Regions from separate parts of the Mus musculus genome. Here all the other regions are linked to region 1. Evidence: chromatin contacts called from public Hi-C, HiChIP or PLAC-seq and promoter capture Hi-C data. All regions are on one chromosome and are shown on one strand. The core of a region is the stretch at or near the end of the contact, and the rest is flanking DNA. Distances in the headings are between cores, read along the strand shown. Region 1 holds the start of Wipf2 (WAS/WASL interacting protein family, member 2). Region 2 holds the start of Rab5c (RAB5C, member RAS oncogene family). Region 3 holds the start of Dhx58 (DEXH (Asp-Glu-X-His) box polypeptide 58). Region 4 holds the start of Osbpl7 (oxysterol binding protein-like 7). Region 5 holds the start of Dnajc7 (DnaJ heat shock protein family (Hsp40) member C7). Region 6 holds the start of Cnp (2',3'-cyclic nucleotide 3' phosphodiesterase). Region 7 holds the start of Ttc25 (tetratricopeptide repeat domain 25).

Region 1 (3,605 bases), core at 507-3,006:
GATTCACTGCATTTCTCGTCCAGCCGCCCCATTATCAGATATTCATGACGTAGCTATCTGAGCATCTTTACCTTTGCATCCACTGATCATGCCTGGTATGTGTTCCCCGCCTTCACTGATTAGTAACAAAATCCTATTCATCTTTTTTCTTTCCTCCTCTTTCTCCTCCTTCTTTTTCTTCTTCCTCTTTCTTCTTCCTCCTCCTCTTTTTTCTTCTTCCTCCCCCTCTTTCTTCTTCTTCCTCCTCCTCTTCTTCTTCTTCTTTTTAAAAGATTTATTTTATATATGAGTGTACATTGTCACTGTCTTCAGACACACCAGAAGTGGGCATCAGATCCCATTACAGATGGTTGTGAGCCACCATGTGGTTGCTGGGGATTGAACTCAGGACCTCTGGAAGAGCAATCCGTGTTCTTAACCACTGAGCCATCTCTCCAGCCCCCTTCTTCTTCTTGTTTTGTTTGTTTTGGTGTTCTGAGGCAGAATTTCTCTGTGCAGTCCTGGCTGTCCTGGAACTTGCTCTGTAGACCAGGGTGGCCCCCAGCTAAGAGATCTGCCTGCCTCTGCCTCCTCTGAGCTACAGAGCCCAGCAAAATTCTACTCATCTTGCAGGGGCTAGTTCAAACCATTTACAAATCTCTTCTCATTCTTCAGCAGGAATTCATCACTCCTGTGACATCCCGGCACATGTCACAACTCTAATCGCACACTGACTTGGACGTCAGCTGTCTGTTTACATGCCAGCCCGCATGAGCACCATACACCAGCATGGTGAGCTCCCGGAGGGCAGAAGCTGTCTGCTTGAGTCACATCTGGAACCATCCCCAGGTACAGAGCTCAATGAATGGCCCAAAGCAAATGTTCAATGTGACATTTAGCACTAGTGGGTGGGGCAGAACAGAGGGAAAACAAAAATAATAACAGGCTATGGCTTATCACATGCTTTCCCATTCATTCATTACCTGATGAGCCTTCAAGCACTGTGAGAAAGGACAAACACTATGAGGTAGCTGAGACCCACGAACACACAGTTAGTGAGTGGGGATTAAGTGCTAGCTGATATTGGCCTTTTACTTGAGGTTCAGCCCTGGTCACTGGGTTGACTGGATGGAGAAGCAGTGAGACATAGGGTAGCAATGGGGTTGCTTGGTGTGGTGGCGAGCTTTGTGTATGAAGATGAGATCCTTAGTCATCGGCAACAGAGTTAAGCAATGGAAACCAGCAAGCGACAAGGACTCCCCTCTCTCATCCAAGCACCTATAGAGGAGTTCACAACACCATGCCTCAGCCTACCGAGCTGGGGATCACTAGTTAAGTGGTTACAACGACCTAACCAATGACCTGCTAGAAGAAGCTCGCCTCTCTGTTGCTATGACAACCAGAGCTTGTCTGTTGGGCCTCTTCAAGGGTACTCTAGACCATATTAGGGCTTATGGTGTGTGTGTGTGCGCGCAAAAAAATAAACACGAAAGAAAACATACTTGAGATACATCAGTTAGCTCACTGGTTCTCTACCTGCGCAATTTTAAAGGTCGAGACGCTCAGGCCGCATCCAACCAATTAAATAAGCATCTCATGGACCGAATCCTGGCATCACTCGTTACTGAAAGCCTCGCAGGCGGCCCCAGTTGCAGTCCCAAGATGCAAACGGGACTTCCAACTGCGGACTCGCGACCTTCTCAAGATGGTGGCGCTCCGCCCCCACGTGCGCCGGTAGAGGGCAGGCTTCCCTGAGCGCATGCGTCCCGCGGCCCTCGGCCCTCGGCTCCCTCCTCCTTTTCCCCCGCCTCCATTTTGTTCGCGGACGCTGGGGACGGTGGGAGCGGATCCATTTCCGGGTTGGTAAAAGGGGCGGCGGCGAGAGAGAGAGAGAGAGAGAGAGAGAGAGAGAGAGAGAGAGAGAGAGAGAGAGAGAGAGAGAGAGAGCGAGAGAGAGCGAGAGAGCTTGCCGCGGGGCGAACGAGCAGGACTAAACCAGGACTGAGGTGACGGAGGATTCGCTCCCGGAGCAGCCCCCCGCCGAGTGGGAAAGACGCCGGGGCGGCTGAGCCCGCCGCTGAGGTGACCTGCGGACCTGAGTGGGAGGGAGAGCCGGGAAGGGGGGACTGTGGTGGGGGGGGGGAGGGACACCGGAGGAGGGGCCTGATGCGGAGAGGGGGTCCTGGGGGCGGGGCCTGGAGACCCTGGAGAGGGGGCGTGGGCCATCCGAGTGGAGGGCGGCGGGGACCGACTGAGCAAATGGGCAGGAGGGAGGTTTTTTGAGAGACAGGAAATTAGAGATCCTGAAGGGTTGGGTGAGGTGAGTAAGACTGGCAACTCTGGGTGAGGTAGGAGGGGAGCCGTGCGCGGAGGGGGAGATGGGGAAGGGAGGACCTGTTGGGGAAAGGTAATTATTGGCAGGATGCTCTCGAGTTTAGGAGGATCGGTGTGACGTTTCGGGATTGATCGGGGTGAGGAGGAGGATTGAGAGCGAACGTGTTTACACTGGGGGAGATGTTGAGAGTGTGGGATGAGAGGGAGTCGGAGTGATGTTCTGAGATGCTCTTGGAAGCACCTGCAGTTGAAGGATCCCTGTTGGAGCGGCGTGAAATTGAGGGAAGATGAAAATCTGAAGGCGCTCGCTAGACGTAGGCTGTGTGTGCGGTCGAGTTACTGATTAGGAAGGCATATTCTGGAAGGATAATATTGAAACGAGGAGCTGGAGGAAGCTGGTGTGCACTGGAATCTACCTCTGTCCCCGCTTCTGCTGGCCTTTAAATCCTGATCCACCTGCTACATCTGATCCCTGAAATTCTTCTTTCTTTTTCTCTTTCTCTTTCTTTTCTTTTCTTTCTTTCTTTCTTTTTTTTTTTTGAGACACTTTGTCTGTGTAACCCTCACTGTCCTGGAACTCAGAGTCTGTAGACCAGATTGGCCCGGAACTCACAGTGATCCGCTGGCCTCTACCTCAGAGGGAGGCGTGGGCCACTATGACTGCCCAGCCCCGTAAACTATATTTGTTTGTTTGTTGTTTTGTTTCTTTCAAGACAGGGTTTCTCTCTGAAACAGCCCTGGCTGTTCTAGTGCTCACTATGTAGACTAGGCTGGTCTTGAACTCGCAGAGATCTACTTGCCTCTGCCTCCTGAGTGCTGGGATTAAAGGTGTGTGCCACTACCACCCAGCTATCTTAATATATTTTTTAAAAGATTTATTTATTTTATTGTATGAATACATTGTTGATGTCTTCGGACACACCAGAAGAGGGCATCAGACTTCATTACAGTTGGTTGTGAGCCACCATGTGGTTGCTGGGAATTGAACTCAGGACCTTCAGAAGAGCTGACAGTGCTCTTAACTGCTGATCCTAGTATCTTAATTAAAAAAAAAAAAAAAAAAAAAAGGAGTGGGGCTTGGTGGTGCATGCCTTTAATCCCAGTACTCGGGAGGCAGAGGCAGGCGGAGTTCTGAGTTCGAGGCAACATGGTCTACAGAGTGAGTTCCAGGTCAGCCAGGGCTACACAGAGAAACCCTGTCTCGAAAAACCAAAAAAAAAAAAAAAGATTGGGGGCTGGAGAGATGGCTCAGTGGTTAAGAGCACTGACTGCTCTTCCAACAGTCCTGAGTT
Region 2 (3,605 bases), core at 496-2,995, 1.9 Mb after region 1:
ACCAATCCCTGTAAACAGGCAGGGGTCACTGGCCCTCTCCCTCAGAGGCACATGTTGAACAGATCAGAGAAACTAGGCTAGCTGAATCTCTGAGCCCACAGAGAGAGAGAGAGAGAGAGAGAGAGAGAGAGAGAGAGGATTGATTGATTGTTATACTGACTGAACACCGGAAACTGTCCAGAAGTAGGTTGGAAAGATCTCAAAGCAAAATGTTTAGCCTTTGTGTAGTAAGAAAAGCATCTTAAGTTGATCAGATCTCAAAAAACCAAAAAAAAAAAAGTTGATCAGAGATGCCCAAGGACTGAATGGCTTTCCCACTCTTCCTCCACTGCAAGACAGCAAGGGTCAGCTGTGGCTTCAGAATCAGGCTACTCCTCAGGAAGGCAGTCTCTAACCTGTACTTTGGCCGCATAACAAGAGAACCTTCCAGCTTGGTCAGAGATACCAGCCATTTCACACACTTAAGTCCCAAGGAAAACACAAGAATCCTGTGTCAATACAGTAGGGGAACTGGCACTTTCCAGCACACATAAGCAATTCCTTTACGGACGAAAACTATACCTGCCACGGTGATGTGGACTAACTGCTCTGTGAAAAAGTCCAAGCCAAGAGGGGAGTGGAGACTCTGGTGAGGAATGGACCTGTTGCTCAAGTGTATAGTGGTGTGTGATTCAGGGTGGTTAAGAGATGGTGCCTCAATTTCACACTACTCCTATTTGGTCTATTCTCCACCCCTATAGATAAGCAGGCAGCAGTCTCTCTAAGGAAACCACTCACATGCTCTGGAAGGACAGGGCTGGGCCTGAAGCAGGGGGGAAGGAGGAGGGGAGACAGAAGATAATGAATGGGCAGATCCTCCCTGATCTGTGATCTGTCCCTAGGATTGAGCAGAGCTCAGCTAAATTCTTTAGAGGCAGGAAGACGAACACACACTGAGAGAACTTAAGACAGGGCTGGGGGCATAACGTGCAGTCCAAGGAGAAGGCTGCCATTCCGTCTAAGTGACCCAGAATTCAAACTCTGCTGAGGTCCTCGTAAGCTCAAGAGGAAGTAAGGAACTGTAAGCGCGCAAAAACACTTCTGTGCGTGTACAACACTCTCATTCCGACATCCCCCCCCCCCCATCCCCGCATCTCCGAAAGGAAATCGAGATAAAGATAATTTCAGGGCTGCAGGGGGACAACTGGGTTTTTGGTTGGGATTGGGGAGTGGGAGGCGTAGAACACAGGAAAGGAAAACCAGGAGAGACAGCACTCTCCGTCACCTCTAAAAGAGAAGGGGGACAGGTTCCTTCGCACCTGGTAAAGACTCTTTGATTTTGAAAGCTGAGGGGGTGGGGAGCGGAACTTAAGAGTCCCTCTCTCCCACAAGTGGACTGGACAGGCCAGAGGAGAGCCTCAAAAGACTCCCAAAGGCTCCCGAAGGACAGGTTAGCGAAGGAAAGAGGAGCTCCCCCTTTGGCCTGACGCCCTGGTGAGCCCCTAAGAGGGGGCTACGGGTCGGGGGAGGGGTCAGTGTCCCCCTAAGCTAAGGTTGGGCAGGAGGAAAGGGTACCCCAGGGAGGCTACCACACAAGTGAGACACTGGCCCTGGGACAGGCACACTCACCGCGGCTCCGGGCAGCAGCGTTACTTTGGGCCGGGGCTTCCACAGACTCCGCTCCTCTCCCCCCCACCCCCGGCGGTGTCCCAGGCTCCGGCCTCCACTTCCGCCTTTCAGCCGCTCCGGATCCGGATCTTCAGCTCTGCCCCGCCTCTCTATATTCCCAGGTGACTGACAGAAAGAACAGACCAATGGGAGACACTCCGATCCTACCCACAATCAACGCGGGAAAGGAGGGAGAGTGCGCGCGAGGGATGGCGGGACTTGTAGTTCTCCGCACAGGGAGGAGCCGGGGGCTGCCTGGCACTTGGGTTTTGGGTGGAACCGGCTGCCGGTGGGGCGGAGCCGGTCCAGGCCTGCTTATCGCGTCACTGCCAGTTCCAAGTGCCGCGAGGGAAGGCGTGTGGCTGAGCTTTCCAAGAGAGCAGACAGAGGGCTGTTCATGCAGAATTGAGAAAGGAAAAATATGATGTTCACGTAGCCGCGCAGACCGGTCGTGTGCCCTCGGCAACTTGGAGAAGCCAAGCCCGCCCAGGAGGCTGATTGTTGAGGACATTCTATTATAGGAAAGGCGATGGAGTCAGGTGTAATGGCTCGATCCGAAGGCAGAGGCTTGCAGATCTCTGTGAGTAACAGCTAGGGTTATGTAGTAAGATCCTGGCTTAAAAAAAAAAAAAAAAAAGAAAAGAAAAGAAAAAGAAAAAAGAAAGAAAAAAAAAAGGTGATGAAATCTCTGAGAGCTCTATAGAATGGGCTCTCTGGGGGCTAGCGAAACGGCTCGACAGGTGAAGATGCTTGCAGCCAAGCCTGACTGAGTGCCGTGCCCAGGACTCACATGGAGTAAGACAGACTCCCACTAGTTGTCTTTTGACAACCACCCATCCACCCTCCCTCCCGCTAAATACTTGAAGAAATGTAATTTTTTTTTTTTAAAAGAAGGAGTTGTCTAGAGGATACTAAATGGTTGAAAAGGAGACCTGCTGCTGCCAAGGGTTGCTCTCACTCTCTCTTCCTTTCACATGGGCTCTCACTATGTAGTCCTGATTGGCCTGGAACTTACTTTGTAGATGGGTTGTATTTGAATTCACAGAGATCCTCCTGCCTCTACTTCTGGAGTGCTGGGATTAAACACATGTGCAACCACCACGACAGACTAAGCTTTCTTTCTTAGGCTCTGTTCCCAAATATACCAGACCCCCTCATCTCCCTCACTCTGCCCCCAGTCAGAATTAGCGCTCCTTCAAAGACTACCTGTGTTCTCTCTACCCGTCACTATAGATGAAAACCACTAACCCTTCTACCACAGGTCAGTTCTGTTTCTGTTGCTTCTAATTCCTTCTGTATGAATTAGGACCACTTTTTGTTTGTTTGTTTTTTGTTTTTTGTTTTTCGAGACAGGGTGTCTCTGTGTAGCCCTAGCTGTCCTGGAACTCACTTTGTAGACCAGGCTGTCCTCGAACTCAGAAATCCTCCTGCCTCTGCCTCCCTAGCGCTGGGACTAAAGGCATGCGCCACCACGCCCGGCATGAATTAGGACCACTTCTGTTTAACCTCATCCTCCAACACTGGCCTCTTTCTGCATCTCTCTCCCGGGGATACTACTCAAAACTTTTATAAAATCAAAGCCCACCCCCAGAGACCATGTAATGCCTAGGGCATGGAACAGCATCAGTCATACCCTGAAAGTTTGAGCTGAAGAATAGACCTGTCTGGGACAGCCTGCCACAAAGCTGTGCCCACATCCAATTTCATCTTTATCACCAAGGTGCCAGTTTCCTACAACATATGCACCATATGACATGCACAGACCTACACAGAAATGTAAGCTAAGAGAAGACAGAGCTTGGGAGAGTGAATTCTTAGCAGGTTCTTAACTGGTGACCAGCTCTTTTCTCCACCGACCTGCCCACTATAACAACACTATACCTAGCTTAATATCAAATACCTATCCAGGAAAGAAGAGTTCCTTATTCAGGAGGGTAAGAAAATTCCTGGTATTTCTT
Region 3 (3,605 bases), core at 380-2,879, 1.8 Mb after region 1:
GACCATCTCATCTCATGAGATCTGGTGCCCTCTTCTGGCCTGTAGGCATACCTGCAGGCAGAACGCCGTACGCATGATAAAGAACGAAAGAAAAAGCAGTTCCCATTTTCATAGTTCCCAGGTCAAACAGCTTCCAGTTTATAGCACGAACGAACTCCGAAAATAATTAAAATTAGTTCTATGACAGAGTAGTGGGGATGGCCAGGGGAGACTGTGACAATGACAGGGCTGTTCACTGAATGGTGAAAACGAATCTGATGGAGGTTCAAAAGCAAGGGCATTTCCAGGCAAAAGGAATAGTAAGTTCAAAGGGTCCCACAAGCCTCATATGCTCAAGGTAGCGGAAGAGACGAGCATAGCCATAGTATGAAGAGTATATTTGGTAGGACTGGGAGGCAAGACAAGCAAAGATCTATGGTGGGAGGGGCTCAGCTGACCTGTAGGATGTGATCAATGGCCCCTTGGAGCTTGGTGGCCCCTCCAGTGCCTGGGGAGGCTGTGAGACCCAGGACCTGGGGGAGGGGCTCTGCCTTCTTCAGCTTCTGTTCTAGGTACCGGCTCAAGATGGTGTTGTAGACGGTGTCCTTGTGGGTGTGGTGACACTCGTCCACCACAATCAGCGAGAATTCTGGGGGCACATGAGAGACAGTGGACGGCTGCTGCTGCTGCTTCTTTCTCATAGCACTTTTGTGAAGCCCTCATTTTTCTCTGAAGTTTTCCTCTTCCCTTCCCTACTTTGGGCTGGGTCCCAGACAGGGAGCAGGTAGGAATGAAAGCGAGGCTGGGCTAGAGGAAGGAGGCTTGCTTGCCCAGGAGCACGTCCTGTGAGCAGGTCACGGCTTTCCCCCTCACCTCTGAGCTCTACGTGTTCATCCTCCTCAGAGCTGTTGAGTGCCAACTGTAACAACTCTGCCGTACAGATGAGCAGGTCGTGGCTCCGAGCCATCAGGCCAAAGCCAGCTCGGGATCCCATGTCCCCACTCAGGGTTGTTACAGTCCAGTGTTTATCCAGCATGCGCCTGAACTCCTCGGCGTGCTGGCTCACCAGGTGTACCTAGGAGTGAAGAGTAATGAAGAGAACTTGGATTGGGGTGGGGGGTGGAAAATGGCAGTTGTTGGGAGTTGGGGTGGGGGAAGGTGGGAGGAGCAAGATGTCAGGACCCAGCCATCTCCTGAACCAAGGAGAGGAGACCTGGCAGAGCGGTCGTCTAGAAGAGATGAGCTAAGAGACCCCACTTTGGGAAGGGCAGACCACTCACCCTATTGACCAGTACCACCACCTTGCCTCTGTCTACCGTCTCTAGATGCCTCTTGGCTACAAAGGCAGCTGCCCGGGTCTTCCCAGCACCCGTGGGCAGCCATATAATGATATTCTTGCCCTCCAGAGCAGGTAAGATCACTTCCCACTGGTAGGGTCGCAGCTCCATTCTGGAATGGCAGAGAGATCAGAACACGTACTGTCCCCTTCCTCCCAGCCAGCCCAGTAAGCTTCAGAGGCTGTTCTTAGCCAAGAACTCGTAGATAACTACCTGGAGCCTGCACTGGCCAGGATTAGGATGGGGTTTGGAAATGAATAGCAGCAGACTAGGCTGGTCTCTGCGGAGGTTTCTGGAGCTCTAGAAATGAAACTGAAACAAGGGGAGGAGCCAGCCAGAGCTGGAGCCCAACCCAGCCATCAAAAAAAAAAAAAAAAAAAAAAAAAAATTGAAGACTGGCAAGGGAGATGCTGACAGTCACTGCTCCTGGGTTCCCTATTTCCTCATCTGTTTTCAGTTGGCAGTAACCCTGTCCATCTGGGCTGAGCTTAAGGCCTGGAGGGGCTGACCTTGGCTGCCTGTTTCCTGGACCAGGAGTCAGGAAATAGGCAGGCATTAAGGACAAGCTCTTGCTCTCCCTTTGCAGGGGAGACAGGCTGGAAGTTATTGAAGCAGAGGAGGTGAGGGACGGCAGTCAGCCAGGTCCATCACCCCACTATATATTGCAGGGGTCAGTGGCACCAGTGTAGCCTGAAGTTAGGCTTTCAGGTTAGAAGAGTCAGGACTCGAGAAGCAAAGGTCAGCCTGCTAAGTCTAAAGCCGGACCCCCCCCCCAAAAAACAATCACACAGGGGAAAAAAAAAGCTTTATTGTTCCCTCCGAGGGATTAATGCCAAGGAATGAATGGTCCTCCTGCCCCCAATCCTGGAGGGACAGATAGACAACAGTGTAGGATAAGCCAAGGCCCCTCATGGTTCCTCCAGTCTGGGCTGTTTCCATGTGAAGGCTACTCACTGAATAGTCCTGGCCCTGGGAAACAGGCATGGGGACCAGGCTCAGGATGCTCAGCCTGCATGGCTCTATAAGGACCAACAGTTCATGCCCTGGCCACCAGACATTCTACAACGGGCTGGCCCCAGACCAGACGTCTCCCCAAGGTGGGATGCAAGGAAGGTGGAAAGAGAGCTGCTGGCTTGGGAGTGAGTGCCTGCTGGCCAGAAAGTCTGTAAGATCTGGGGTCCCTGGCTGGAGTTTCTCCAGCTGAGTCCGGGAGAGGGGGCCGGGAGCCCCCAAACGGATCTGAGGAGATGGAGGTGGATGTTGCGGATCCCAGCTGGGGGCTACTTGTCGATGAGCCCTCCCTCTTTGAGCTTGAAGTAGAAGAACTTCTCCAGGGCACTGGCGCAGCGACAGTATTCGCTGTCTGGGGGATTGTACTCCCGGCAGTTGGCGATGACCCGCTGCAGGTCAGCTACGAAGAGCTTCCGGGTCACATAGTAGCGACTGCGCAACCGTTCTGTCATGGTCTTCAGGTCTGGGTCACGAGAGAGAAGGCACATGACTTTAAGAGGTGAAGGGCTGTAACTGGGGCTGCCCACCATGGTACATGCAGACAGGAGTCAGGCTACCCTGTCAAGACTGGGGGCTTAGGCTGGGGAGTGAGTACAAGGGTCCTCACCAATGGGGAAACGGATAACCTCGTAGTAGTCAGGAGCCTCTGACTTCTTCACAGGTTCCATGAAGGGCCAGGCACTGGGGTGTGACTAGAGAGAAGAGAGGAGCTGAGGACAGGCCCAGTGTTCACCGCCCAACCGAAGACCGCCACCCACTTCAGTTACCGACAAGAAGACCTTGGCCTCCCACCTTGATCTGAGCCAGCAGGTTTTTGAGGGTCGTATATAGCTGATCAGGATCCTTAAGCTCCTTGCTGGAAATGACAGATACCGAGGCTGAGGTCTGGGTCCTTCTTGCCCTACTACACAAACACACACACACACAAACACGCACGCACACACGCCTCCATTCCTGTGGTCACTCCCCCTTGACTGAATGGACACTTACCCCTTCTCCTTTCCCAGTGGCTTCCAGCCTGTCTCTCCTGCAGAGGGGGAGAAAGCATCCCTCAGAATGCCTACCCATGCCCTGAGAATGCCCCCCTGCCCTCTCAGCCAAGGCCCCTGCTCACGAATGCCAGGGACGCTCTCCACCGGGATCTGCCTCACTCCCTCTTTGAAGCAGCTGAGTCCAGGGTAGACCTTGCGGATCTGTGCCTGTTTGCGCTCAATCAACTTCTTGATGATCTGAGGAAGCGAGGTTCTGAGGGGGCCAACTCAGGCCCAATCACCCCCA
Region 4 (3,605 bases), core at 657-3,156, 1.8 Mb before region 1:
CCTTCGGGTGTGCTGGGCTGTGGAAAGAATAGGGAAACTGCTTCGTGATAAAAATAAAATAAATTTTATTGCCTTTTTTATTTTTTAAGAATTATTTTATGTGTAAAACTGTGCTTACGGGGCTGTAGAGATGGCTCAGCAGTTAACAGCACTGACTGCTCTTCCAGAGGTCCTGAGTTCAATTCCCAGCAACCACATGGTGACTCCCAAGCATCTGTAATGAACTGGTGACCTCTTCTGGTGTGTCTGAAGACAGCTACAGTGTACTCATAAATAAAATAAATAATATTTTTAAAAGCCTGCCTATGTTTATATCTGTACCCTTTGTATGAGCCTGTGCACACAGAGGTCAGAAGAGAGCATTGATCTGGAGCTAGAGTTCCTGGTGGTGGTGAACCACCATGTGAGTAGGAGATTGAACCTGAGTCCTCGGAAGAGCAAGTGCTTACAGCCAAGTCTCCAGCCCTGAACTCCTGATCTTACAAAGTTATTGTCTGGGTTATTTCAAGTCCTCTCCAAATTCTCACTTTTCTTCCTTAAAAGCCATCTTCCCTAGTTGCCTGTCCTTCCAAATACTACATCTCACGTGCTTTTCCTTACGAAGGCTGGGGGAACTAGAGTTCTCATGTAATAGGAGCCCTGGGGGCTATGGCAGGAGGCCCTCCCTGAGTCTTGGGAAGTGGCACCTCCCGCCTGTGGCCTGCCACTGTTCTTGATCCTGAGTGGATCAGGGTGAATGTGGAGTGACTCCTTAGCATTCCTTCCCAGACTTGGAGCAGTGCCGCAGCGTCTTTAGTCCTGGACAGTTGGAAGATCTGCAGCAGCTATCCTCTGGCCTGGGCCAGGACCAGCTTCCCACAGTCCCCACCTCTGCAGATGCCCAGGGATACTCAATCATTTAAAAGGCCCTTGAGGCTCTGGATGTCAGAGTAGCTCCTCCTGGTGCCACTTTGCCTCCAGAGGCCTGCCTGGTGCTGCCCACTGCACCCCTCCCTCTTGGGAGGCTAAATCCATGCTGAGGTTTTGAAGGGAGCCCAGACAGCAGGTACTGCTGTGGTGTGTAAGACTTTGATGTCTAGAAAGGTGGAGCAGACGATTGGCCCACATCATCTCTGCAGCCACACAAGAGCCTTCCATCATACCAGAGCCTGCTGGTGCTACCATTTCTCAGGCACCAAACCTGTTAGTCCGTGCTCATCCATTTGGGAATTGTAGGTCTTTCTCATAATGTAATTCTTGATTATTTCAGCAACTGAACACAGTGGGGTAAAGGTGTTTGAGGGTCAGGGGAGGGGCCCCAGCTAGTCTTTGTTTTATAACTGCCAGCCCATGACTGCATAGCTGCTCCCACCTCTCTGCATCTCTGCTCCTAGAGACTTGCTGCACCCATACTTCCTGATTGCCACGGACTGACCTGGTAGGGCATTGCTCTCAATGAGGAGCCTCGGTGGGGCTTCAGCTGTCCCTCTTGCCTGCTGACTGTGCTCCTGGCACAGATTGTCATGTCCCAGAGTATGTGGGGGTGGGGTGGGACGGTGTCTCTGTCCCTTCCCAGTCAACCTGATATCTTTGCTGGTCCAAAATATGCCATCTATTTCAGGTGTAATTGAGAGGCAGGGTGAATAAGGAAATGGCCTTGAGTGTTCACTGGGGTCAAGGCCATGTTAGTCTGAATAAAATCCTTTACCTTCGATGGCTTGAAGCCAGCAGTTGTTCAGTCCTCTGAAGCATGTGGAACTATGCCCAGTGGGGATTGTGCCCCTCATTTCCAAGTCATTTGGTACCACTCCGTCCTTAGTCCTCCCGAGAGCAGGGGGGCAGAGCTGAGCGGCAGCCCGGAGCTTGGCGGGAGGAGGCAACGGAGGAGGGGCAGGTGGGGAGATCCGGCTGGAGGGGAGGCTCCGACGTCTCCTTCCTTCCTGGTTCCTGCAGTAGCTGCTGCAACTGCTCAGTTCTGTGAAGAGCTAGCCGGTGACTCGGAGACAGTCTCAGGCACAGCAGCGTACGGATCAAGAGGCTCTGGCGTCCATGGATCCTGGGGTAAGGGGGCCTTGCTGTCACGGCCTGACATTCCTGGGAAGGCTTCCTCTCCTCTGGAGCTGGTGGGTCTACTCCTCTGGTAAAGGCGCTGAGAATGGGGGTGGTTAAGGGGGGCACTCACCTGTCTCACTCCACCTCTCCTTCCTACCGGTAGATACTTCCCACCTCTGCGGGGGGGCCAGCAGCAAATGGCCAGGGTTCTAGCGGCCAGGACAAGGGCATAGAAATACCCCAGCACCGGAAGAGTTTTGAAACTTTAAATGGCTGAATGCAGGAGTTTCCCCTTGGGCCAGCCTCTTGTAGCCTGGTCCCTTATGCTGTGACCTCCTGGCCACACTCACACTGTCCCTTCCCTGCCCCTTCTGGGCCTCAACTCCTCAGGTGCTTGCTAGCTGCATGAAGCTCTGAGCTGCTTCCCCAGACACAGGGCAACATCACTCCTCCAGTCCCTTCCCCTTCATACACACACACACACACACACACACACACAGCGCTCATGCATTATTGATCTCCTGGCGGAGCCAGGATGGCCAGAGCCGGTGCCAAGGACGCCTGTGGGCACTGCCTCGGGACCTGGGTGGACCACGACATGTTCTTGGCCACCTCTTCTCCCACCCACAGTGTCATAGCCGGTCAGTGCCCTGCTCCTTCTGGGTGGGAGGTTTCTCAGGAACACAGAGGACTAACATGGTAGCAAGGGGCTGGTAAGGCTTTGCAGGGAAGAGAGTCCAAGGTGGGTATTCTCGGCGTGTCTGGGTGTCTGGTGAGAGGAGGCATGGGAAGATGGGACTGTCTCAGGCCTCAGTTTCCCCATGCAGAAAATGGGAGTGAGAACTGACAGCTATAGGGGGCCAGTTAGTAGAAGTTTGAGAACAGTTGTGCCAGAGGGGTGGCAAAGCCACAGATGTAGGCAGAGATACTGGATGGGGAGGCAGCTGAGCTAAGGAGATCTTGCTCACCAAGTCTCTGAGCCCCCCCTCCCCCCTATTTTCTTGGACTCTCTTCTTCCTTCATTCCCCAGCCTCACAAACACAGAGTGTTTCCTGGATTCCTGGGTGCATGTCCGGGACAGAGGCACACATTGGGTGCAGTGGCCACAGTGGGGGTTGGGTTGGGCGTAGCTGCCCAGGCCCAGGGGTGGTCAGGGAACTGGGGGTGTGGGGATGTCATGTGAGTGGAGGATGTGTGTCTCGGTGTGGGAGGGACCAGCGGTGGGACGGTGGGACACATGGCAGTATGGTAGTACTCGTGGGTCTCTCTCTTGCTTCAAGGGTTCCCCCAGGACAAGGTGACATTCTCCCCAACCCACCCGGCCCTGCCGTCCTCATCGGGGAGCAACTTCTTCCTCATGGACTTCCAGGAAAGAGACACGCCCTCTTTGGCTGAGAGTACTCAGTCTTCAAAGCCCAGCAGTACCCAGCAGGTCTGAGCAGAAGAGTGCCGGAGGGTAGGCGGGGCTTGGGTCCCTGGGGCGTGGACTGAGGTAGCAGTGGCCTCAGCAACTGCTGTTCTCCTTCTACTCTGGACTTCAGGCCTCGGAGCTGTGGGAGGTGATGGAGGAGCCT
Region 5 (3,605 bases), core at 609-3,108, 1.8 Mb after region 1:
CTTTCTGCCTTTGACTCCCAAGTGCAAGGATTACAGATGTGTGCTACCATACTCAGCCTTTGTTTAATATATCTGTCCATAAACATTTATGACCATTTATGACAAAATACCCTCTAAAGCTAATCTGGTCTTTTAAGGAGGAGTTGCTTTAGAGAGGGGACACAGAAGTTAGCCTAGTGTAACCGGTGCACACCTTTAGTCCAGCACTTGGGAGGCAGAGGCAGATGAACGGTTCTCTATGAGTTCAAGACTGGCTGGTCTACATAGAGACCTGTTTCAAGTCCGAATCAGTGACACTCTCTACAGGAGATTTACACTTGAGTAGGATAGATTCCTCAAATGACATATAGCCAAAGTCCCTATTTATAGCAGTAAGAAGCACTAAATTCTTTCCAAATATAAGTAAAATAAAATGTAAGCTCTGTTTGTGTTAGCGAGGGGCTTCCGTTCTCATTTGGCAATACCTTAAGTTATATAGGAGCGGATGATGCTTAACTCCAGACACTGTAATGACATGGAAACTCAAACAGGAGGAGGAGGAGGCAAGGCTAAACTTGATAGCTCTTGATCAACTACACTTTGTCTAGCATCTCAGCTTTCAAGTCAGGTACTACCATACACCTGATGACTACAATATTCCCCGTATCTCTCCGAGTACCGCTTATAAGTCTAACTTGGACAGTAAACCCCTCAGAATCCTGATTTCTAGACCTCCTGAACTGACTCTGTTCAAATTATTCAGCCTGAAGACATTCCCTACAGGCTTGGTATGAACATGAACCACAAGGGAAGGAGAGTAAGGGGACTGTAGTCCATCCTAAGAAAAGGATCAAATTAATCATGCTACTGATAAAAGAATCAGTTCACCTTTGGTATCAGAACAAGTCCCGCCCGCTCCCAAGCGTACTCTAACCCCCCCACCCCACCCCACCCCACCCCGCTTTGAAAACCCGTTCTTAAGCTGGTGTCGGAATTCACCAAGTGTTCGAGAAAAACCACTCACTCAGCACCTCCCTAGGCTAGGCCAGACTAGCAATCCCGAGCCACTGCAGCTGCCCAGCAGTGCCAACTGCATTTAAACAGCTGTTCTCCTTGAGCTTAAGAATGCTCTTGGGAGGAATGGCGAAGAAGCGTCTGCCCCCGTACTGCAAGAGACAAGCTCCTCATTCGCCCTTCTGTCTATCCATTCTTAACTTCTACGGCTATCGGGGAGTGGGGGGCGACCAGGTCCATACAGTGAGCATCCAATTCTCTCAGCCTCACACTAGAGACCACTAAGGGTCATTAGTGAGGAAAGGGAAGTGAGGAGGAGAATGCGGGCTTCGGAGACGACCAGTCAGGACGGGCAACAATGCACACAAGTTAACCAGAGCGGGCGGAGGTCGGGGCTCTGTTAAGGAAGTCGTCATTGTCGCCGCGACGCCTCCCCCACTCTGCAGCCGACCTCTGGGGTTCCTACCCTTCCCCCCGCCCCCGCCCGGGAACCCGGCCTCCACGATGAAGTCCACCTTCCTCCCCGCGGCAGAACAAGACCATGCCTCAAGCTCCCTGCTAGGCGGAAGCAGAAGGGGACAGCAGACCCCCTAAGTGTACCCCTTCAGAGGGATCTCGGTCGACTCCAGCTCAGATGGGGGCGGGGGGTGTCTGCAGGAGAGCCATCGTCTCTGCATCTGGGGGCTGCCTCGCTGGCGGGTCCACCTGCCCCAAGCCACGAGCTGCAAGCTCGTCTCCTCCATGACTCTACCACCCGGTTGGTTACCTCTTGGCGTCTTCGTCCTCCAGCAGTTCAGGCTCGGTCGCCGCCATTACCACATCGCACTCCGCGGTAGCCGCCATCTTACCGCCGGGACCAGAGAGCCGGGTGGGAGGCAGACGGTGTAGAGCACTTCCGGTCGGAGCATCGAGCCGCTCGGCGGCGCCGCGCCCAGAGGGACTCCCTCGAGCCCGTCTACCAACGAGAGGCTCCGCTTGGGGCCAGAGCGGCCTTCCATCCCTGGAGGTCCACGGTGGTCTCCGCGCTGGGGCGGGGGCCCAGGGACGGTTCCTGTGCGTAGGGGGCGCCACTTTACCCGTGAATAGGAGGAGGGTACAGAAGGAGGTTGCCTCTCTGGGCCTAAGCTTGCCTCAGTATCCCTACAGCCCGGTTGCCATAACAACTAGCAATCCTAGAGAGCCTCCGGTAACGCTTGGGAGTCCCTGGTGGGTGGAGACGGGGTCCCCAAGACACTTGAGGAAGAAAAGCCCCCCCCAAGACTACCTTCCTGACTTTGCAGTGTGTCCACAGCTTCCTCCCTGGAAAGGCATGAAGAGCTACTTTGAGCCCAATCCCCAGCTTCATCAGTTCCTGGAAGCCCTGCCCAACCAAGCGAGGGGAACGCAGGGCGTCTTCACCCTGCTCCTTTCATCCTCCACGGATCTCTAAGCACCAACTGGTTCATCACCCCAATGACGCGGACCCTTTTATGAGGCTGCTTTCATGTCAGCCGCTTGGGAGTGCCATCTCAGCGTTAAGCCTAGAAAGGATGACATGGCGCGCCAGCCCCTGCCCCGGAGTTTATAAGGCAGCTCATGGGGTGAGGTCCCTTTTCCTCAGTGTCCCCTGTACTCCTACTTCTCATAAACTCTACCCAGCACGCTTGTCTGGCCAGATGTTGTCTGGATTGGGAAGACAGCATAATTATCTTTGTAGTACCACTACCACACACAACAGTGTTGGATTAAATTGAGGCCCTCTGAGGTTAAATGTGGGGAGGAGACGACCTTGAAATTGTAATTTAAAGCCAAAAGGAACGAAAATAAGACAATGGAATTTAAATTTCCCTTAAGGAAAGTGTGTGTCAAAGTCCCTAACCTTATTTGTAGGTCCTTATCATTACTGACGGAGTGGAAACTACCTGGGCCACTGGATAGAGAATGATAGCTGGACCTCAGTGAATTGAAATGCTGTGACCCTTTAATATGGTTCCTCCTGTCATGGTGATCCCCAGCCGTAAAATTATTTTTTGTTGCTACTTTGTAGCTATAAATTTTCTACTCTTATGAATTGTAATGTAAATATTTTTGGAGATAGAGGTTTGCCAAAAAAAGTCATGACCCACACAGGTTGAGAACCACTGCCTTAATTAACGAATTTAATTTTTCACCCATTTTTCAACAACGGGGGGGGGGGAAACAATTTTTTTCTTCCTTCCTGAATTTCTTATGTTAGATTTCTTCTGTTCATCTGTTCAACATGAAACCTGGGGTAAATCACACAGACCCACTGCCCTTAGCTTGAAACCTTGTCATCAATGCTTTTTGTCCCCACACCACACATCCCCCAAGTCTTTTCATCCCAAACTCTTAAACAATAAACTTAGAGACTGCAAATAGTCTCCTAACTGATCCTCAGTTTCATCTTTGCCAAGCCTTGGCTCTTCCGAGAGAATGACCTTTCTTGCAAAAGTGGATGGAGTGTGTCATTTCCCTGTAATAAACTTACCAATGGCGTGCTATTGTGGTGTTTGGTCCCTGGCCTCCCACACATCTTCATTATTTGGCTAGTCTCTGCAATCAATACTGAGCCCCTAGGGATTCCTGGCTCCAAAACTGTCATGAACCTTGTT
Region 6 (3,605 bases), core at 681-3,180, 1.7 Mb after region 1:
ACTTATCCCCAGGTCAAGTCCAGGAACTTGTGCCTACTAGACAAGTCTTCTAACACCAAGCTATAGTCCCAGTCCCTAGATAAAAGTATTTTAAATCATGTCTTTTTAAAATTACATTTTAAATGAGGCCGGAGAGATAGCGCAGAGGCTAAGAGCAAGGGCTGCTCTTTAAGAGGACCTGAGTTCAATTCCCAGCAACCACATGGCAGCTCACACCTGTCTATAACTCTAGTTCCAGAAGGTTCTAAACCCCCACATAGACACATATGCAGGCGAAACACCAATACACATAAAATAAAACTCATCTATTAAGCCAGGCAGTGGTGGTACACATTGTTAGTCCCAGCATCAGGGAGGCAGAGGCAGCCGGATCTCTGTGAGTTTGAGGCCAGCCTGGTCTACACAGTGAATTCCAGGATAGCCAGAGCTGGACAGAGAGATCTCTCAAAGAAATAAAAAGTACATTTTAATTTATTTTTGTGTGCATTTATGTGTGCGGACCTACACACCTACTACCTGCCTGTGGCTGTCAGAGAAGAACAAGTCGAGGGAGTTGGTTTTCTATCATTCATGGCCTAGAAGTTCAACTCAGGGTAACGTGGCCATGTTAACAAAGCTATATCTCAACTGCTCCTGAGAAATTATATATAATTATATATCCGTTTGTTTTGTTTTGTTTTGTTGAGACAGGGTGTCTCTCTGTAGGCCTGGCTGTCCTGGAACTCACTCTGCAGATCAGGCTGGCCTGGAACTCACTGAGATCTGCTTGCCTCTGCCTCCCAAGTGCTGGGATTAAAGAAAAAAGTGAAAGTGAACAATGTCACCACGTCCTCGAAGCTAGGATGCACTTGCCTAGCTTGCAGGAACCCCAGCATCTTAAACAGCTGACATGTTCTTGTATGTATGAATTTCCAGCAAGAGGATAAGAAGTTCAAGGTCACCCTTTGTTACATAGAGAGTTTGAACTTAGCCTGGGTTACATGAGATTCATCTTTAAAACAAACCTTTTTTGGGGGATATCCAGCAAAGAAGACTGCTTAGACCCAAGCGGAAGCCAATAGAAAGTCTTTATTAGCCAGCCCCTCAGCCCCTTCACTAGACTTTTTTTTTTTTTTTTTTTTTTTTCCTGAGACAGGGTTTCTCTGTGTAGACCTGGCTGTCCTGGAACTCACCCTGTAGACCAGGCTGGCCTTGAACTCAGAAATCCACCTGCCTCTGCCTTCCAAGTGCTGGGATTAAAGGTGTGTGCCACCACCACCCAGCACTTTTCTCAGGGTAGGCTTTTAATCATAAAAACCACATCCTGTGTTGACACACCTAAGTCAGAAGCAGACTATAGGAGCCAAAAATCAAGGTTAGGACATTTAGGGCCTTTCCCAGAATTATGGACTTTGATGAATTAGGTCTTTGTTTTTGTTTTAGGAGGCGGTGATGCCTATCGGCCTGGTTTCGTGGCCTGAATGGTACTTCCTTCACATGTCAGTTGTGATAAGGTCTATGAGCCTGTTTCAAAATTTTAAACTATCTGACTGCACCCATTTCATCCCAGCCTGCCTGGGAACCCAGGAAAGGCAACTGCCTCCTGTTTTAAGAGTTCATCTCTCTCCTGGTGATGTCTTTAATCCAAGCACTTGGGAGGCAGAGGCAGGCAGATCTCTGTACCAGGCCAGCCTGATCTACATGGTGAGTTCCAGGACAGTCAGGGCTACATAGTGAGTTCCTGTCTCAGAGAAGGGAAAAAGTTAAACTTTAACTTTTAAGGAACAAAGAGGTGGCGTGGCGGACTCTTTCTTGGCATTGAGAGTCCAGGTGTGCTTTTACTTTCTGCCAAGGCTCAGACCGCTGCTTCCTGGCACTCAGGTTTCCATTCCCCGGGGGCGCGTGCGCAGAGGCTCGGGCTGACCCCGCCCTGTCCGCGCGCCCCGCCCCCAGGCTATGAAAGGGACCCTGCGTGGGGGGGCCCCGGACACCCGGAGACGCCCGTGTCCCTCACGCAGGCGGGCGGCCCCGGAGACATAGTACCCGCAAAGGCGGTGACGGCGGTGCGCCCACTCATCATGGTGAGCGCAGCGCGTGCGTGGGGGCCGGGGCGGGAGAGAGGCTAACTGAAAGCGAGATTCTTGGGGATGCATGGGCAGAAGTAGTTTGCAAATGAGGACACCAGGTTCCGGAGTTGAAGTTGCCTCTGGGTCCTCCAAGGCAGCCCTAAGGCAAGGGGCGCGAGCGGGGATATTTTGGGGGAGTCTTAGTGTCTTTGGAGAAGGAAATATCGCCGCAGGGAAGTGAAAGTCGATGCTCCTTGGCGACACCAGCTGGCAAATGGGTCTGGGTAGCACCAGAGAGTGCAGGGCTGTTGTGGAGCCCGCGCTGGGAGTGGGTTCCTGCACAAGGCTATAGAGAAGCCAGAAGCCAGCTAAATTCTCAGGGGCGGAAGCCGTTGTAGATGACAACTGAAACCGCTATGTCTTGTTTTTGTCAGAGAGGTGCTGCTAACACACAGCAGAATAGGGGGCACAGATCTCTGAATACAGGTGCCCTGTGCCCTAATCCTACAGATTGGGGGAGGGGGCGCACTGAGAGAGCAGAGGAGGAGGTGGTTGTGAATATGCCCTTTGTCCAGTGCCCTCCTGCCCTGCCCCCCACCAGCCCTCTGTGGGACCATTGTCCCCCTATACCCAGACAAGAGAGTATTATCTGTTGGTGCCATTGTTGGGTGGAGGGAGGCGGTCTTTGGGTCACCCTCCCCTGCCCTCACCCTCCTCTGCACACTCAAGAGAGCCAAGGCAGCTGTGGCTTTGCCCATACATAGAGCCCCAGGCCTCCAAACAGGACATCCTTAAGAGGTGCCAAGAATATATAAGTTAGGGCTGACAGGGAGCCACAGGCACTTGCTGCCCTTGCGTGCCCTGTCACCAAGGTGTTCTGAGGGGGAGCAGAGAGTGATCCTTGGAGCCAGAGACTAAGAGGTTAGGTAGCTTCAGAAAGATTCCCTCTACCTTACAACCCAGCTGTTGAAGATACTGAAGGATCTACTGCGAGGAAGAAAATCCACCATTCCCCTCCGGGGAAAGCATCCACCATTCAAGGGTGCTTTAAGTTAGGCTTGGGGATTCCTCAACTGACAAGCGGTCCCCCTCTGGGAGAACTCGGCCAGAGACTAGGGTGTGGTGCTTGCGGGCTGGCTTTGAGGAGCCGGGGCTGACATCTCCTCCTCCCTTCTTACACAGAACACAAGCTTTACCCGCAAAAGCCACACATTCCTGCCCAAGCTCTTCTTCAGGAAAATGTCATCCTCAGGAGCAAAGGAGAAGCCAGAGCTGCAGTTCCCTTTCCTTCAAGATGAGGACACGGTGGCTACCCTCCACGAGTGCAAGACGCTATTCATCCTGCGCGGCCTGCCGGGCAGCGGCAAGTCCACACTGGCTCGGCTCATCCTGGAGAAGTACCACGACGGCACCAAGATGGTGTCCGCTGATGCTTACAAGATCATCCCTGGCTCTCGGGCAGACTTCTCCGAGGCGTACAAGCGTCTAGACGAGGACCTGGCTGGCTACTGCCGCCGGGACATCAGGGTTCTTGTGCTTGATGATACCAACCACGAGCGG
Region 7 (3,605 bases), core at 637-3,136, 1.7 Mb after region 1:
TGTACACCACCATAACCATACCTGGCTTAGGTATTCCTTTGTCATTTCCCCCAATGGTAATCTTGAAAAACTTTTAAAAACTACAACAGGGCTGGAGAGATGGCTCAGCAGATAAGAGCACTGACTGCTCTTCCGAAGGTCCTGAGTTCAAATCCCAGCAACCACATGGTGGCTCACAACCATCTGTAATGAGATCTGATGCCCTCTTCTGGTGTGTCTGAAGACAGCTATAGTGTACTTAAAATACATAAAATAAATAAATCTTAAAAAATAACTACAATAGTCGGGCATTGGTGGCATTTGTCTTTAATCCCAGCACTTGGGAGACAGAGGCAGGCAGATTTCTGAGTTGGAGATCAGCCTGGTCTACAGAGTGAGTTCCAGGACAGCCAGGGCTACACAGAGAAACCCTGTCTCGAAAAACAAAACAAAACAAAACAAAAGAACAACAACATCAACAACCAACAAGGGTATTGGCACTAATGAAAGTCTCTGACTTTACCACATTTTCCCAAGTAATCAGTTATGGTGGCTTGAGACAGAGACTCCCCTGTTACTTGGGCTGGCCTTCACCTCACTATGTAACTGAGGCTGCCTTGAACTTGTGGCAATCCTGCTTCAGTCTCTCAAGTGCTAGAATTACAGATGTTGTGCTCATTTGTGTTTATACATTTGCCAGTAAGGACATCTTTTTTAGAGACTGAAAACGGTTTGCTTTGCTCCTACTGTGTGCTGGATTCTGTTCCTAATACATGCCCATTAAGCTGGATCCTGTTTCTGTTTTTGTGTTTGAAACTCGCTGTGTAGCCAGGGCTGGCCTGGAACTTGTTATGGAGACCAGAAAGCCTGTATCTCACAACCAACCTCCTACCTCTGTCTCTGGAGTAAGAAAATTAAAGACCCAGGCCACCAAGCCTGGCTCAGCTGAATTCTGGAAAGACAGTTTAAGACAAGATTCTGGGCTGGAGAGATGGCTCAGGGATTAAGAGCACTGGTGCTCTTGCAGAAGACCCAGGTTTAACTCCTAGCACCCAAGTGGTGGCTCAAAATCATGTATAACTCCAAGACTGTTTTAAAAAACCAATATAGTTGAGGCAGTTAACTGAGCTAGCTATCTAAGATATTATGGGTACTTAGAGGTACTGCTGTGTCTGTGTGGTGTGTGTGTGTGTGTGTGTGTGTGTGAACATGTGTGTGCTTGTGCACATGTGAATGTAGATGCCAGGGGACACTTCAGGAATGCATGTCTTTCTGTCTCTCCAGGGCTGGCTAATACAAGATGGTGCCATCACACTGGGCTGTACCAGGGTTGGGGGAACTGAAACAGAGAGCTGCATGCTTAGCATGCGCTTTACCAACTGAGTTATCCCCACAGCCATTACTCCTGAATGGCTGCAGAATTATGTCAGGCTAGACCTTAGTTTAGACTTGCTATTAGCAAGTGTTCCATAACTATGTGACATTGAAAGCTAAACCCATCACACTTTCCATTGCATTCTCATGCAAATCCTCACGTCCCTGAGGGCTCTATTATTTTCCTGTTCATTTGGCAGGTAGAACGCGTACTTTTCAGTTCCCTAATGTGCTTGGTCAAGGATCACGCAGCTAAGAAGTGACAAGAGAGAAGGCTGCCCAAGCCCTCTGACTCCGGTTCCAAAATTCTCTCTCCTTCCTAATGGGACCTGGAGTGCTTAAGCCTTAATCCTACTTGGAATTTTGCCTCCAATTCTCATTTTCTTGGCTTGCTTTGTCTGCGAGGCTTTCCACGTGGCAACTGGAGGGGAGAAGCAACCTACAAGCAAACAGCGATCACTCTGGAGCGCCAGCGTCCTGCAGCCGCCGGCCACGCGCTCAGCACTTGTCTGACCGGTGTGCGCAGCGTGGCGACACAGGCGCATGAGCACGCTGGGCGGGCTCACCCGGAGGCCTAACACCGCCAGGGGAGGGGAGGGGAGGGACCGGAAGTTAGACTATCTCTCTAGGTTGCTAAGAGACCGGGCTGTCCCAAAACAAGCCGGCGATTCTCCAGCCTCTTTTCCTTTCTGAATCTGCTTCAGAATTTCCAAAAGTAGGGTGACCATGTCGGACGGTGATATCTTAAGAAGCACTTTTCCCTCTTACATGGCAGAGGGGGAGAGGCTTTATCTGTGCGGGGAGTTCACTAAGGCCATTCAAAGCTTTACCAACGTGAGTTGCGCTTTGATCCTATTACTGTGTTGCCTTCCTCTTTTCCCCTCCTCCCTTTCCCTCTCTTCCTCCTCCCCTTCTTCTTTCCCTTCCCCTTCCTTCTCCTCTCCCCTCTTCTTTTTTTCTCTTCTTTCCTCTCTCAACCTCCTCCCCGCCTCCGCTCCTCTTTTGAGATAGACACTTGTTCTGTAGACCAGGGTGGTCTCGAACTACCCCTACTTCCTGAGAGATGACTTCCAATGTGCACCCTCATTCCCAACTTATGATTTGAAAGGAAGGTGCCCTCCTTATGTCCTCTGGAGGCCAACTCCCTATCTTGCAGTTGGCCTCTGGAATGATGGAACCCCAGCTTGCTACCTGGACCCACCACCATTGTGTTGTTGATGAAAGATTTGTGTGTATGTATACCACATGCATGCCTGGTACTTTTGGAAGCCAGAAGAGGGAACTGGATCCCTTGGAACTGGAGTTACAGGCAGTTATGTAGCACCAAATGGGTGCTGGGATCCAGATCTGGGTCCTCTACAGGAATAGTAAGTGCTGTTAACCAATAAATCAACACGATACCACCCCCCACCACACACACACACACACTTCACCACTTAAAGAAAAATATTTGTATGTGATGGGTGTTTTGCCAGCATGCATGGACCACATGCATACTTCCCTCTTAGAGTGTGGAAATGGACTGAGGGGTGTGAGCTGCCATGTAGGTGCTGGGACTTGAACCTGGGTCCTCTGGAAGAGCAGGCAGTCAGTCAGTTAGTGTTCTTAGCTGCTAAAAAATCTCCAGTCCCACCCAATTACCATTTTTTTTTCATCACCAGCAGCCCTGAGGTCCATTTTGTGGATATCATACTCCTGGTTCCCATGATATGCCACTGTCACACATAAACCCTGACTTTTGCCATTTTCTCTTATAGTTTCTCACTAATGCCTGCCAGTTGGAGACATAATGTGACCAATCATTAAATGTTTCATGATTACCTTTCTCTTGATAAATTCAGTCTCCCATCCTTAGCCACAGATTGCCCAAGAAGCTAAATGTAGAAGTCTTTGGCACAGGCTTGCCTGTAAGAAAGTTGTCGGTGAAGTTAGGGCGTACTGTAGTAACCTTATTGAAAATTACACCATTGTACCCTACAGGGATTGGGAGTCGTTTTAGGATATTAGACTCACTGCTCTAAGCAGTGTGTGTCCGTCTAGGATGTCGGGGAGCGGAAGGGGTTACTATTGTTTTCTTTGTATATATGAGGAAGTGAATATAAAAGTTAGGTAACATGCCCAAGGTCACTGCACTGAACTAGCTGGAGTAGTGGAGGAAGGATCCTGTGAGCCAAGCATTCAGACTCCAGTTGCCTGGGGTGCCAACCTCCAGACTGCAAGGTGTTCTGATAACCTTTTCCTTTGCAGGGCTG

The links. Promoter capture Hi-C pulls out the DNA fragments that hold promoters and counts their contacts. Hi-C and Micro-C count contacts between places; a contact is called where the count stands out from the background. HiChIP or PLAC-seq counts read pairs in DNA pulled down with a chosen protein or histone mark.
Region 2: a contact with region 1 is called in an H3K4me3 HiChIP or PLAC-seq map of stem cell-derived neural progenitor cells, with 4 times the contacts expected there. The contact joins the promoter of Rab5c here to the promoter of Wipf2 in region 1. A contact is called at or near these places in 1 of 39 promoter capture datasets (embryonic stem cells) and 3 of 115 datasets of contacts at active chromatin or transcription factors (astrocytes, embryonic stem cells and stem cell-derived neural progenitor cells).
Region 3: a contact with region 1 is called in a Hi-C map of B cells, with 7 read pairs. The contact joins the promoter of Dhx58 here to the promoter of Wipf2 in region 1. A contact is called at or near these places in 4 of 39 promoter capture datasets (hematopoietic stem and progenitor cells, hippocampal neurons, liver and 1 more), 1 of 484 Hi-C or Micro-C datasets (B cells) and 1 of 9 other capture datasets (liver).
Region 4: a contact with region 1 is called in a promoter capture Hi-C map of liver, with 6 times the contacts expected there. The contact joins the promoter of Osbpl7 here to the promoter of Wipf2 in region 1. A contact is called at or near these places in 2 of 39 promoter capture datasets (liver and pre-B cells).
Region 5: a contact with region 1 is called in a Hi-C map of B cells, with 7 read pairs. The contact joins the promoter of Dnajc7 here to the promoter of Wipf2 in region 1. A contact is called at or near these places in 2 of 39 promoter capture datasets (cranial neural crest and pre-B cells) and 1 of 484 Hi-C or Micro-C datasets (B cells).
Region 6: a Hi-C map of B cells shows a contact between it and region 1, with 7 read pairs. The contact joins the promoter of Cnp here to the promoter of Wipf2 in region 1. A contact is called at or near these places in 1 of 39 promoter capture datasets (hippocampal neurons), 1 of 484 Hi-C or Micro-C datasets (B cells) and 1 of 9 other capture datasets (pancreatic islet).
Region 7: a contact with region 1 is called in a promoter capture Hi-C map of embryonic stem cells, with 8 times the contacts expected there. The contact joins the promoter of Ttc25 here to the promoter of Wipf2 in region 1. A contact is called at or near these places in 2 of 39 promoter capture datasets (embryonic stem cells and hippocampal neurons), 1 of 115 datasets of contacts at active chromatin or transcription factors (large pre-B cells) and 1 of 9 other capture datasets (embryonic stem cells).

The regions. Positions count from the first base shown.
Region 1 is chr11:98,861,842-98,865,446 of GRCm38.p6, forward strand. It overlaps Wipf2 (WAS/WASL interacting protein family, member 2), which reads left to right and starts at 1,757. Exons shown (of 8, transcript NM_197940.2): 1 at 1,757-2,061.
Region 2 is chr11:100,736,470-100,740,074 of GRCm38.p6, forward strand. Rab5c (RAB5C, member RAS oncogene family) reads right to left here and starts at 1,746. Exons shown (of 6, transcript NM_024456.5): 1 at 1,609-1,746.
Region 3 is chr11:100,702,642-100,706,246 of GRCm38.p6, forward strand. Dhx58 (DEXH (Asp-Glu-X-His) box polypeptide 58) reads right to left here and starts at 1,630. Exons shown (of 13, transcript NM_030150.2): 1 at 1,530-1,630; 2 at 1,260-1,428; 3 at 853-1,054; 4 at 438-628. The coding sequence starts at 1,427. Kat2a (K(lysine) acetyltransferase 2A) reads right to left here. Exons shown (of 18, transcript NM_001038010.2): 14 at 3,442-3,556; 15 at 3,318-3,354; 16 at 3,120-3,183; 17 at 2,935-3,019; 18 at 2,105-2,790. The coding sequence ends at 2,597.
Region 4 is chr11:97,048,914-97,052,518 of GRCm38.p6, forward strand. It overlaps Osbpl7 (oxysterol binding protein-like 7), which reads left to right and starts at 1,907. Exons shown (of 23, transcript NM_001310509.2): 1 at 1,907-2,040; 2 at 3,312-3,463; 3 at 3,573-3,605. The coding sequence starts at 3,389. It overlaps Mrpl10 (mitochondrial ribosomal protein L10), which reads left to right. Exons shown (of 5, transcript NM_026154.3): 5 at 1-300.
Region 5 is chr11:100,617,769-100,621,373 of GRCm38.p6, forward strand. It overlaps Dnajc7 (DnaJ heat shock protein family (Hsp40) member C7), which reads right to left and starts at 1,859. Exons shown (of 14, transcript NM_019795.5): 1 at 1,760-1,859. The coding sequence starts at 1,836. It also overlaps a transcript of Nkiras2 not described here.
Region 6 is chr11:100,573,009-100,576,613 of GRCm38.p6, forward strand. Cnp (2',3'-cyclic nucleotide 3' phosphodiesterase) reads left to right here and starts at 1,931. Exons shown (of 4, transcript NM_009923.2): 1 at 1,931-2,060; 2 at 3,228-3,605. The coding sequence starts at 2,058.
Region 7 is chr11:100,543,722-100,547,326 of GRCm38.p6, forward strand. It overlaps Ttc25 (tetratricopeptide repeat domain 25), which reads left to right and starts at 1,887. Exons shown (of 12, transcript NM_028918.3): 1 at 1,887-2,187. The coding sequence starts at 2,080.